Regions from separate parts of the Mus musculus genome. Here all the other regions are linked to region 1. Evidence: chromatin contacts called from public promoter capture Hi-C data. All regions are on one chromosome and are shown on one strand. Each heading gives the region's core, a stretch centred on a gene start, on an enhancer-like site or on the middle of the called end of the contact. The rest is flanking DNA. Distances are from core to core; before and after follow the strand shown. Region 1 holds the start of Zfp964 (zinc finger protein 964). Region 2 holds the start of Cyp4f18 (cytochrome P450, family 4, subfamily f, polypeptide 18). Region 3 holds the start of B3gnt3 (UDP-GlcNAc:betaGal beta-1,3-N-acetylglucosaminyltransferase 3).

What was found. Promoter capture Hi-C pulls out the DNA fragments that hold promoters and counts their contacts.
Region 2: a contact with region 1 is called in a promoter capture Hi-C map of liver, with 5 times the contacts expected there. The contact joins the promoter of Cyp4f18 here to the promoter of Zfp964 in region 1. A contact is called at or near these places in 3 of 39 promoter capture datasets (hippocampal neurons and liver).
Region 3: a contact with region 1 is called in a promoter capture Hi-C map of liver, with 6 times the contacts expected there. The contact joins the promoter of B3gnt3 here to the promoter of Zfp964 in region 1. A contact is called at or near these places in 2 of 39 promoter capture datasets (both in liver).

The regions. Positions count from the first base shown.
Region 1 is chr8:69,652,683-69,656,519 of GRCm38.p6, reverse strand. Zfp964 (zinc finger protein 964) reads right to left here and starts at 1,964. Exons shown (of 4, transcript NM_001177527.1): 1 at 1,924-1,964. The coding sequence starts at 1,926.
Region 2 is chr8:72,007,499-72,011,335 of GRCm38.p6, reverse strand. Cyp4f18 (cytochrome P450, family 4, subfamily f, polypeptide 18) reads left to right here and starts at 1,710. Exons shown (of 13, transcript NM_024444.2): 1 at 1,710-1,757; 2 at 2,094-2,292. The coding sequence starts at 2,095. It overlaps Gm51535 (a long non-coding RNA gene), which reads right to left. Exons shown (of 3, transcript XR_003947403.1): 1 at 2,685-3,837; 2 at 1,558-1,652; 3 at 1-1,328.
Region 3 is chr8:71,700,091-71,703,927 of GRCm38.p6, reverse strand. B3gnt3 (UDP-GlcNAc:betaGal beta-1,3-N-acetylglucosaminyltransferase 3) reads left to right here and starts at 2,128. Exons shown (of 3, transcript NM_028189.3): 1 at 2,128-2,210.

The sequences.
Region 1 (3,837 bases), core at 715-3,214:
GATACAGCTGTCTCCTGTGAGGCTCTGCCAGTGCCTAGCAAATACAGAAGTGGATGCTTACAGTCACCCATTGGACGGAGGACAAGGTCTCCAATGAAGGAGCCAGAGAAAGTACCCAGGGAGCTGAAGGGGTCTGAAGCCCCATAGGAGAAATATCAATATGAACTAACCAGTACCCCCAGAGCTCCTTGGAACTATACCACCAATCAAAGAAAACACATGGTGGAACTTGTGGCTCTAGCTATATATATAGCAGAGGATGGCCTAGTCTTTCATCAATGGGAGGAGAGACCCTTGGTCCTTTGAAGGCTCTACACCCCAGTATAGGGGAATGCCTAGGCCAGGAATGGGAGTGCATTGGGGAGCAGGGGGAGAGGGGAGCAGATAGGGGATTTTCAGAGGGGAAACTAGGAAAGGGGATAGTATTTGAAATGTAAATAAAAAAATAAAATAAAAAATACTACAAAAAAAGAAAGTTGTAGTTTTAAAACTGCAAAGCTTGCTTTAAAAAAAATCAGTTTTTTTTTTAAACCATTCCTTTCTGTGTGCATGTGTGGCTATGCATTGCCATGATGCATGTATGAGGTGAAGGGACAGGAGTTCAAAGAAATTCTGTGGTTCTCGATTCTCTCCTTCTACCAAGTGGCTTATAAGGATTAACCCCAGGTCTCTGGGCTTGGCAGCAAAAGATGCCACCCACAGAGAGATTCGGAGGAACCAAGAACCTAAGTATTTTGTTTTTTTCTTTCTTCCTTTTGAGATAGGTTCTCACTATGTAATCCTGACTTGCCTGAACTCACGACATAGACCTGGCTGACCTAGAACTTACAGAGATCCACCTGCTTCTGTCTCCAGAATACTGGGATGAAAGGTGACTCCCAACCAGCTCAGCAAGAATCTAAGTTCTAAAAGGAAAACCTTGTTCACTTGATGGTAAGCGCCTTGAAACACTCAGGGTCACACCACCTAAGGAACACCAGTGAACACCTGGTCAGACTGAAAACTGCTGCGGAAAGTCATGGAATTGCAAGGATGTTAGAATACGGGTACAGCCCTGGGAAAGAGCAAAGCAGAGATTCATGATTCACAACTTCAAAACTGACTTAAAAGCAATTATCATTAAGATAGGATAAAGCTGCAGATAGGCCTAAGGAGTAATAGAGCACTTACCCAGCATGCTATGCAAAGCTGTTGCATCTAACTTCCAGACTGTGGGTGGGAAGGAGTAAATATTTTTTAAGAAAAGAAAAAATAAACTATACTAGGCTCTGTGACAACCTGAGTTCTATCCGTTAATCGCGGAAGGACAGCACTCATTCCATAAAGTTGTCCTGTGACCTTACACCTTCCTCACTCTACACACACACCGGGGACACACACCAATAAATAAGGCTGATTTAAGTAGGAGAGAGGGAGGGGGAAGGAGAGAGCTGCAGCGCACGGCAGGGGTCCTCCACTTCGTCTACTCGCTAGTCCCGCTCCACGTTTCTCTCCCTTGTCCTGGGGCAGCCCAGGCTGTCCCCTCTCCTCCAACAGCTGCGGGTTTACTGTGAAGCCCGCACGCAGGGTTACAAGTGAGTGCGACGTTAAGCTGTCACAACCCGCACTAGGAGAAACCTGCGCCGTCGAAGGAGCTGTGGGCAGACCAGCTCAGCACCGAGCGACCCCGCCCACGCGGGTGCTCTGGGCTCTGCAGCGTGCTGCCCTCGTCTCTCCGGGCCAGCCTGGCTCCCTCTGGCCAGCCGCAATCCGTCCGGGGGGAGCTCGCGGCTTCGCCTTTTAAACTCTAATCTTCGCACCAAGCCGAACTTTCCCAGACGCTGGACCCACCCCTCCCCCAGTCCCAAGGAGGACCCACCACCCCGGCTCCCGCGGCTCAGCCGGCCGCTCTTCCCCTTCTGGGGACTTCGGCCCTGCGCTCACCATGGCGCGGCTTCGAGCTCGGCCGCGCTCCCCTTAGCTACGGGCCGCAGTGGCCACAGCGAAGGGGGCCGAACCCGCTGCGCCTTCTCCGCTTCCCAGCGGAATGCACAGCGGGATTGCGATGGAGCCCGCCTCCCACCGCTCCCTGGCGCTCCTGATTGGATGGCTTGTCTGGAGGCCCTGATTGGCTAGGGCCCGACTTCGCTCAGCTCGGGAGAGATTTGCATAAAAGCCAGACCTGCCTGCTTCTTGCTGGGTACTTTAGTCTTCGGTGATCTCAAAAGCTTAGTTCCTATTGGTCTTGGGTCGTTGGTGTCCACAGTGCATTTACCAACTCAACGTCCAGTGTAGTGATTTCTTGCTTCAGACCTAGAATTGTTATAGGACCTTGGGTATGATGTATTCCGTGGACCTGGATTTTTATTCAGGGAAGCCAAAAAAAAATTTTTTTTTTTTTAAGGCGTGAGCGCCACCACTGCCTGGCTCCTTTTATTTTATTTTATTTTTTTTAAAGATTTATTTATTATTTTATGTAAGTACACTGTAGCTGTCTTCAGACACACCAGAAGAGGGAGTCAGATCCCGTCATGGATGGTTGTGAGCCACCATGTGGTTGCTGGGATTTGAACTCTGGAAGAGCAGTCGGGTGCTCTTACCCACTGAGCCATCTCACCAGCCCGGAAGCCAAAATTTTTGATAGTGGTCTGTCAAGTGGGGCTTGGTGGTTGGTACAAGTCCCCTTAATCCCAGCACTCATTCTGCTGGCAGCGAAAGACAGATCTCTGTGAGTTCTAGGCCAGCCTGGTCTACATTGTAAAAATCTGGGCTAGTTAAAGTTGCACAAAGTCTGGTCATTGTTAGAGGCCAGAACACACTGGCTCCTCATCAGCTCTTTCTGGTAGAGTTATTAAGACGCTATCTGTACTGTGATTTTACAACTCTTAACTTATAATTCAGTCCAGTATCTGGTCCTCTGTGCTCAACTTCACAGCTGGAAATAAGATAATAACAAATTCCAAGCGACTGGAGAAAAATGAAGGCGTTTTAAATATTCAGTTCTTCAGAGAGACACGGAACCTTAGAGAAAAGGCAAAAACGGCTGTGAATTTTGGCACAAGATTTTTTTTTTTAAGTCCCCCTGGGGGAGAAATTTCTGTTCTTTGTTTCTCACAGGCCAGTTCTGCTATTTTCTCAAATTTCCCATCTCCCTGGCTTAGGGTACAAAGCCTTATCTAAGGAATAACTCGGGATTTGAGGCTTCCTCTTTTCCTTATCATGATTTAAGTTACATAGTAAACCATGGGTAACTCCAAGTCTCATTATGGGCCGGTACCAGCCAGCGCTTGGAAGAAACATGCCCAGCACCTACTGCTTATCTGTAACTGGTGAACTCTAAATGCACTTTATACTGAAATGGACAATGACAGTCCAATTCAGTGGTTCTTGACCTGTGTGTCATCAGATCATCAGAAAACACATATTTACATTATGATTCACAGTAGTAGCAAAATTATAGTTTATACAGTAGCCAAGAAAATAATTTTATGGTTGGGGGGATCACCACATCATGATGAACTATTAAAGGTCATGGCATTAGGAAGGGTGAGGACCACTGTCTCACACCATCACATATGCTAGCTCAGACTAAATCATGTGGTGTTTAACTTTAATTTTTTCAAAACCTATTTTTAATGATGGTTCTTAAATGCTTTAGCCTTCCTTCTAGCCCACCACCCTCCAGAGGTAGTGGAAAAGAAAGGATACAGGAGAAGTGGACCTGTTTAGAAAGGTTCTTTGGAGAACCTTCCATCTGCATTGTCTGGAAATCTGCAGTTCAGTTCACAGGTCATCAACAGCAGCTCGATTCACTTGTAAACACTTCACAGATATACCAACAGTCCAGTTTGATAGAGT
Region 2 (3,837 bases), core at 461-2,960, 2.4 Mb before region 1:
AAAGGAACCCTTACTTTTTCCCATTGTCCTTATGCAGGCCTCCTGAAGAAGGTATGTCTCAGATTAAAGGTGTGTACCACGATGCCTGGACCTAAGCTGTTCTTTACTTGGGACTTGCTCTGTCCCAGAATGGCCTTGAACTCAGAGATCTGCTTGCCTCTGTCTCCTGGGTTTAAAGGCATGTGCCACTTTGCCTGGGCCTACACTTTTCATGGCCACTATGTCTCAAGATTTGGATCATAGATGTACCCTCCATTTCTGGATTGTAGTTCCAGATATAGTCAAGTTGACAACCAGAAATAGCCATCACAGACCCCCAGAAGTGGAACTGTTTGAAAGTATTGTCATCATTAGGGAGTTTGTCCTTGTTGGAGGAAGTCTGTCACGGAGGCTTTGAGGTTTCAAAAGCCCATGCTAGGTCCATTCTCTCTCTGCTTGCCTATCTGTGGGCCAGGATGTAAAGCTCTCAGCTATTGCTCCACTGCTATGTGTGCTGCCATGTTTCCACCATGATGACAATGGACTGAACCTCTGAAACTGTAAGCCAGCCCCAATTAAATGATTTCTTTTCTAAGAATTGTCTTGGCCATGGTGTCTCTTCACAGCAATAGAACAGTGACTAAGATATGAATCACCATGATTTTTATTTTAAATTGTGTGTATGTATGTTCGTGTCTTTGTGTGGATATGTACATGTGAGTGTGGGTACTCAAGGAGGCCAGAAGAGAGTTGGAATGATGGTGGAGGCTTTCACTGTAGCCCAAGTGGGCCTTGAACTACATTCTTTTCTCAGCCTCTCAAGTGTTTGGATGACAGGCATAGGACACTGTGACTCTATTGAGGGCTCTAGCCACCTGACATCCTGGCTGTCTGGCTGGAGGAGGCACTGAGGATGTAGAGGGAGTTATCTCTTACTCATCTTCTTTCTCAGCAGCTGTATTTGGAGCCAGCTCTTCAATACCTACAGAGCAATCTCAGGAGGCCAGGAAGTGAATAGGCAGTCTGCTGGGAAGAGTATACTGGGTATAGGAGGAAAAACAGATGGCCATTAACAATGTTTCAGGGTGCTTCTGGTATGGAACCACCTCATGCCTTGAGATCCCAGCACTGTCAATGCCCCTCTCTTGAGAGGGAACTGTTCTCAGTAGGGTGAGACAACATTGTAGAGGGAAAAAGCTTTGGGCTTTAGGGTCTGACAAACCTAAGATTGTTTTGGGCTGTGCAACTTGGCTTAGATGCTTGCCCTCTCTGAGTTTCAGTTTGTTCTTCTGTTGACACTCGGGATTCTGGTCCAGACTGCTTACAGGCTGTGTGAGGATCCTGGGCACCTGAAGAAAGCAGACAGTTTATGTAGACTAGCCAGGGCACAGGAGGCATAATTTAGGGAGAGGAGCTACAGCACTTTCCTCACACTCTTACCAAGAGCAGAGTCCCACAGTGGTGACCAGCCTGTTTTCTCACACCCTCTTTTTGGTATTTTATCTTCATGAAACCATCCACCGCTTCCTCCAAAGTCCTTACACAAGGGGTGTGAAGTCCCGAGGACCTGGTACTCACTCTTTGTGACTCTGACAGTGCAGTCTTGCTCTGCTTCAAATTGGCTCCGCCCCCACATGATGGCCACCTATCCAGGCAGGGAGAGGCAGCTGGGCCTGCAAGGGATTGGCTGGTCTAGCCTAGACTTCTCTAGGTGCCCCTGGTCAGGAGTCAGAGAAGGGGAGAGACAGACCTGGGAAACACAGTGCTCCTGAGAGAAGGTACCAGACTAGGGCCATTGGGGCTGAGAGGTCCTAGGCTGGGGCAGGACAGGAAGTCAGAAGCAGATGTTGATTTCTGGCTAATAGTCCATGGTTTAGACTCTAATCAACCCCTTTCCTCCATCCTCTTTCATTTCCTCTCTCTCTATCTCCTTCTCTTCCCCTTTCTTCCCCTCTTCTCCCCTCCTTGCCTCCTCCCATAGATTGCCCTGGGTCTCCCTTCCTCCCCAGGCATTATCCCCAACTCTCTAATTCCCTATCCCTGTCCTTTGCCCTAGACCACACTGTCCCTCTTCCATGCCCCAGGATTTCATCCTGTGTGCATTTGCCCTGCAGGATGTCACAGCTGAGCATGTCCTGGATGGGCCTGGGCCACACAGCAGCCTCTCCATGGCTGTTGCTGTTGCTGGCTGGGGCCTCCTGCCTTCTGGCTTACATCCTTACACCGATTTATGGTGTTTTTGAGAACTCTCTTCGCCTCCGCTGTTTCCCACAGCCTCCCAAACGAAACTGGATCTTGGGACACCTAGGCCTGGTGAGTGTGGTAATAAGGTGGGTCTGGGGTTTCAGGGTAAAAGGAATTGTGAAGAGCCTTGAATAGAGCCCAGGGAGCTGGGCACAGAGGTGTGCTGGACTAGAACAGCAGAATTCAAAGTGCAATCATTTACAGATGCACTGTCCTGAGCCTTTCCCACACGGAGTCTTCTCTGAGTACTTCTCCAGCCTGTTTTCTCTGCAGATGTGGGCATGCTGCAGGGCTTCCAGCAAGGCTTACTCCAACAGAGTAAGGACCTTGGTGTTCCCAGGTTCTGTTGTGCTAGACTTGAGGTCTCCTGAGGGGAGACCAGAGCCAATCTCCACTATACCATTTGTTTTCAGCTCATCTCTGGCTTCCCACTGGTCACAGAAATGACCTACAATCCTTACCCAGACACACCCAGGGGCATAGACGGTCCAGGGGAGCTCTGAGGGCTGATTTCCTAACTCCCCATTCTTCAGCGTCTTCCTCTTATGTCTGGCTTCTCCACTGAGATGTACCAGTGAGTTATGTTGCTCAATCTAGATATGATCTAGCCTCTCACTTCCTCTTTTGGAAGCCTTCTCAGAACCCATCCTCCACAGCACACTTTGAGCATAGACTTCCATCTGGTTTTCCCTCTGTGTGATTTGGAGACATTTGCTTTCTTTTAAGTGGCACAGTGCCAGGTGTACAGAGGGCCATAGAGATTCTGCCAGAGCCTGATGTCAGCAGAGGACAAGTGAGAGTGGTCACCCTGATGGAGACTTAGAGGTCACCTTTGCTGCCTTGGGGTCTGCCAAGGCCAAGTTCCGCAGATGTGGTTGTCCTCCCTCACAGGAAGAACCAGAGACCACATGGTGTCTTGTTAACTCTCCTGGGAGATGTGAACAAGTCTATTTATCCCAGGTGGGCACCAAAACAGCATGTCCATCCGTGTTCAGCTTGCTGAGAACTATGGGCTTCTTAAGAGTTTTTATTTTTTTTCAGAGAACAGGTGAGGGGCTATTAATGGGATCATGGGTAACCTCAAATGGCTGTATCATTGTAAGGTCCCACCCATCATGGGTGATAGCCTTATGGAAGCTGCACCACGAAGTCCTGATTTAAAACCTCTTTTCGTATATACTGAAGTATATCCCAAGATCATATTTTACTGGGGTAGAGAGTCATAGCTGGAGTCCCAGGAGAAGATCTCCGGACCTTCCTTCAGGAGTTCTGACAGCTCTGACAGCATCCCCTTTGATTTGGCTACTACTCTTATGGGCAGCTATAGTTGCCATGACTACCAGGAGAAGTTGAAAATGACACCACTTTAGGCTTAGAGGGGAAAATGCCATATAAAAATAGACACGAATGCTGGGACTGCTCCCAGGATGAGAAAATCCACATTCCAAAGTCAAGGTGCACATCACGGTGTCGAGTGACTTTTCTTGGGGAGACACATCTGGGATAAGGCACCCAGGACAGGGTAATGAAACAACTTCACTCAATCTTTCTTGATGAGCTATGGTGTTTGTTGGGGTTCCACACAGGAGGTGATTCAGGCAGTTGCACCACTAA
Region 3 (3,837 bases), core at 879-3,378, 2.0 Mb before region 1:
GGAAATCTGAAGACTGCTTTGACATCAGACATGGAGATGCAGAGTTTGGAGCTTGCCCACCTGGTTTCCTATCTTGCTTTGGGGATTACAGTTAAGTGATTGGATAAATGTCAGAAGAAACTAAACTTTGAACTTTTAGCATTGTTGAAACTGCTATAGACTACAGGGATCTTGAAAGTTGAATTTATTGTACTTTTTTATTATGCTATGACTAGATATGGCCCCCAAAGACTCATGTATTTGAACAAGTCTATGGGGGCCATGGAGTGGAATGTGATGGTTTGTATATGCTTAGCCCAGGGAGTGGCAGTATTAGGAGGTGTGGCCTTGTTGGAGTGGGTGTGTCACTGTGGGCCTAGGCTTTAAGACCCTTGTCCTAGCTGCCTGGAAGTCAGTGTTCTCCTAACAGCCTTCAGATGAAGATGCAGAACTCTCAGCTCCTCCTGCACCATGCCTGCCTGGATGCTGCTGCCATGCTCCCACCTTGATGGTAATGGACTGAACCTCTGAACCTGTAAGCCTGCCCCAATTAAATGTTGTCCTTATAAGACTTGCCTTGATCATGATGTCTGTTCACAGCAGTAAAACCCTAACTAAGACACTGGCCCATCTGATAAGTGCTGAGAACATGGCACCTCCTGGTGGCTTTAATTTGCTCTCCTTGGGGTACAGGAAGGCAGGGCAGCTTTGAAAACACAGGAGTCCTTTTTCTCTGGCCTGGCTTCCCTCACCAGGCCTCCCAGAGCCAGGGAGATAGGTGCTTATCTCAGGAGGGTGAGTCCCAGCAGCTGGGGCAGAGCCTTGGGTGGGGTGTCCTTGCCTGTTTATAATGCCATTGCCGTTTTCACCGAAGTGACTCCAAAACCTCAACTATGCAGTGAGTGAACATTTGTCAGGCAGGTCCAGGCTGAGTCACCTGCATTCTGAGCAGGAGCCAGAAGAGGTGTTTTCTGTGGCAGGGAGCTGGAGTGAGTGGCAGTTAACATGGCCCCCGGCAGCCTTACCTGCTGCATTGCCAGAACATGGTTGCCCCCACAAGATCATCCCTCCCGCCCCTGACCTGCTCCTTGTCTGTGGATTTTTCTGCCGTGTGACACAGGTGGGACGTTTGTACTAGCTGCTGTCACTCAACAGCAGGGCCTCTTCAATCATTTTTATGGTTCACTAATATCCCAGTGCCCGTGAATAGGGCTGCTGTGACCTCTGGGTGCACTCAGGGAAGGATTACCACGTCAAGGGACAATCCTGGAGCTCTGCCCACTGTGTACTGGTCCAGGGAGCCAGTGTCAGGAGGACTCAGTTTCCGGTTTAGGAGCTTACTTCTCCCTCCAGCAGGCTACTAGGGCCTGGGACTCAGAGTTAAGACCACCAAGTTTTTGAGGTAACTTCTGAGGAAGGGCGTGGTTGGGGACGCTCCTAGGAGATTTACACCTGATCCTGGCATTTAGGAGTTGGAGGGCCTACCAACAGGTTTTAAGGTCCTGGGATCTTCTAAGTCTCTGAGCTCACTCTCCTCCAGGCTGAATGTTTCCTCAGGAGAAGAGGGAGGAGGGGGGGCAGCTGCAGCATTGGCTGAGCTGGGGGGCTGGGAGGGAGGCAAGAGGCTACAGCAGGGGCTGAAATGAGGAAGGAGGGCGGAGGTTGAAGCCTGGGCTGAGCTGTGGGAGAGGCGCTGCAGTAGGGGACAGACAGACAGACTTGCTCAGGACAGGGGAGCTCCTGCTCCCTCTCGTGGCGTGGAAGAGGAAGATGGGGCTCTAAATGAAGGAGGGGTTGGAGGGAGTTAGACTCCCAGGGGAGGGGTAGGACTGGAGGAGGAAGAGGTCAGGTTGGGAATAGAGGTCCACTGGAGGAGGTGGGGGTTAGGGATAAAAGTGAATGGGCATGGCCAAGAAAGAGGGAAGGAGGGTGGAGACGTGGACCTTCTCGGGTAAATCTGGACGCAGGGTGGCGCCTAGAGGGAGGGGAAGGGCCAAAGTCCAGGTAGAAAGACAGGTGGGGAAGAACATGACCACAGTGAAGAACAGGACGGGGAGGGGCAAGGGAAAGGAACTAGACGGGGGGGGGGGGGGGGTGAGGGCGGAAGGAGGGAGACTTTCTCCTTGGCTACTAGGAAGCTCGACTCACTGGAGGGAGGAGCGGGAAAGGGAGAACAGGGAAGAAGCGGAGGAAGGCGAGTAGCCAAGAGCCAGCTCAAGGCGGTCGCCCAGGTAAACAGTGTGGCCTCCGGGGTTGTCTGGAGCCCGCGATCGCAGTGAGTGCCAGGGTCTCGGGTGGGGTGGTGCGAAGTTGAAATCTGTGGCGCTTTCTAGCTGCACCGTGCTGAAGATGCTCCGCAGCCCCGGCCATACTCCTGGGCTCCGGGTCTCTTAGACGCCGCGAAGTAGCCCCGCTACTTTCCAGGATCAGAAGCCCGCGTTTTCCCCAGTGTCTGCACAGCCGGGTGGCCTCGGCTCTGACTCGGTTTCCCCTGTTCGAGTTTGTGAAACTTTCCCTGTATGGGAGTTAGGCTGTGGTGAAGTAAACTGCGAGGCGTGGTGGTGGCAGCATAGTTAAATTGATAGTCTGTATTGCTAACCGAGGTTCTGACGCTTTGGGGTAAATTTCCCATTCTTTTCTTTTTTCTCCTTTTTTTTCTGAGACTGTCTTTGAACAGTCTACCTTCCTCCTGAGTGCTTGGTCTCGGGTCCCCACTTTCACTTTCTCATCCTGGCCTGTCACACTCTGTGGAGTCAGGAGGAGAAGGTGCGGCCGCTTAGGGGACATTAGTTGGTGCCCATCTGGTCAGTGTTTGCGCAGCCAGCCCAGGCCGGATCCCTTCCCCTGGGCGTGGCGTTTCCCCTCAATAGCTGAGATTGCGAAGATCCTGTAGGGGCCCCAGGAGACTACTCTGCTGCCCCCTCCGAGGTCTGGAACCCCGCGGACTTTTGTTCCCTGTCCTGCGTGGAGGGGCGCTGGAGGCAGAAGTGGGTGCCTGGTCCAAGTCCCTGTGCTAAGCTGATCCCCTGCCTCGGGTCCCCTCAGGAGGCGCTAACAGCCCAGCAAGGGTGGGGCTGGGGCCGGCGTGTTTACTTTACTCTTGATTACAGGGATCTTGTGTCTGTGACATTTTATCTTGATTGTAAAAATTAAAGAGGTTATTGTAATCCTGGTGTAAACGTCACCGGAAGAGGGACGAGAGAATGGGACCCGCTTAGAGGGTAGGGATCTAGGGTGACCCCAGACGCCAGGCCTATGAGGCTGCTCTGCTAATTGGAAGGGCAAGGAAATGGCCAGCACCTTCCCAGCCTCCGTTTCCTTGTCTGGGAAGTGGGCCGGGCTGGGCTTTCTTTCCCGGTTGGGGGTGGGGGGCTGGGGGACGCTGTGTAGCCTCGGAGAAGCTGTGTGAAGGCAGGGCGTTACCTCCGGAAAGCTGGGGTGTGAAAGCAGGGCCATCAAGACCTGGGCCTCCGAAGCTTTATCTTTATAGGAACTCTCTTTTTGTCGGTAAAATTCCAAGTTCCTCGTAAAAAGAAAATTGCCCAGGGTTAAGGAGCTAGTACAAACCTGAACGGAGCTGCCATGGGGTCAGTTGATCAGCTCGTCCTACCCAGCTAAGCGCTGGGTGACCCCGGGCTCAGGGTCACAGGGACAAACACCAACCTGGGGACCCCACGTCCAGCTGGGACGCACAGAAGGAACTGTCCCTGAAGCACCCAGCATCCTCCGCATCCCTCACTCTGGGAGAATGATCCAGAACGTCTGAGCGTGTCAGTATCCACCCTGATGCCTCTTTGAGCACGTGTCATTCCTCTACCTCAGTAGCCTTCTGAAGGCCGCTGCCAAGTCAGGGCCAAG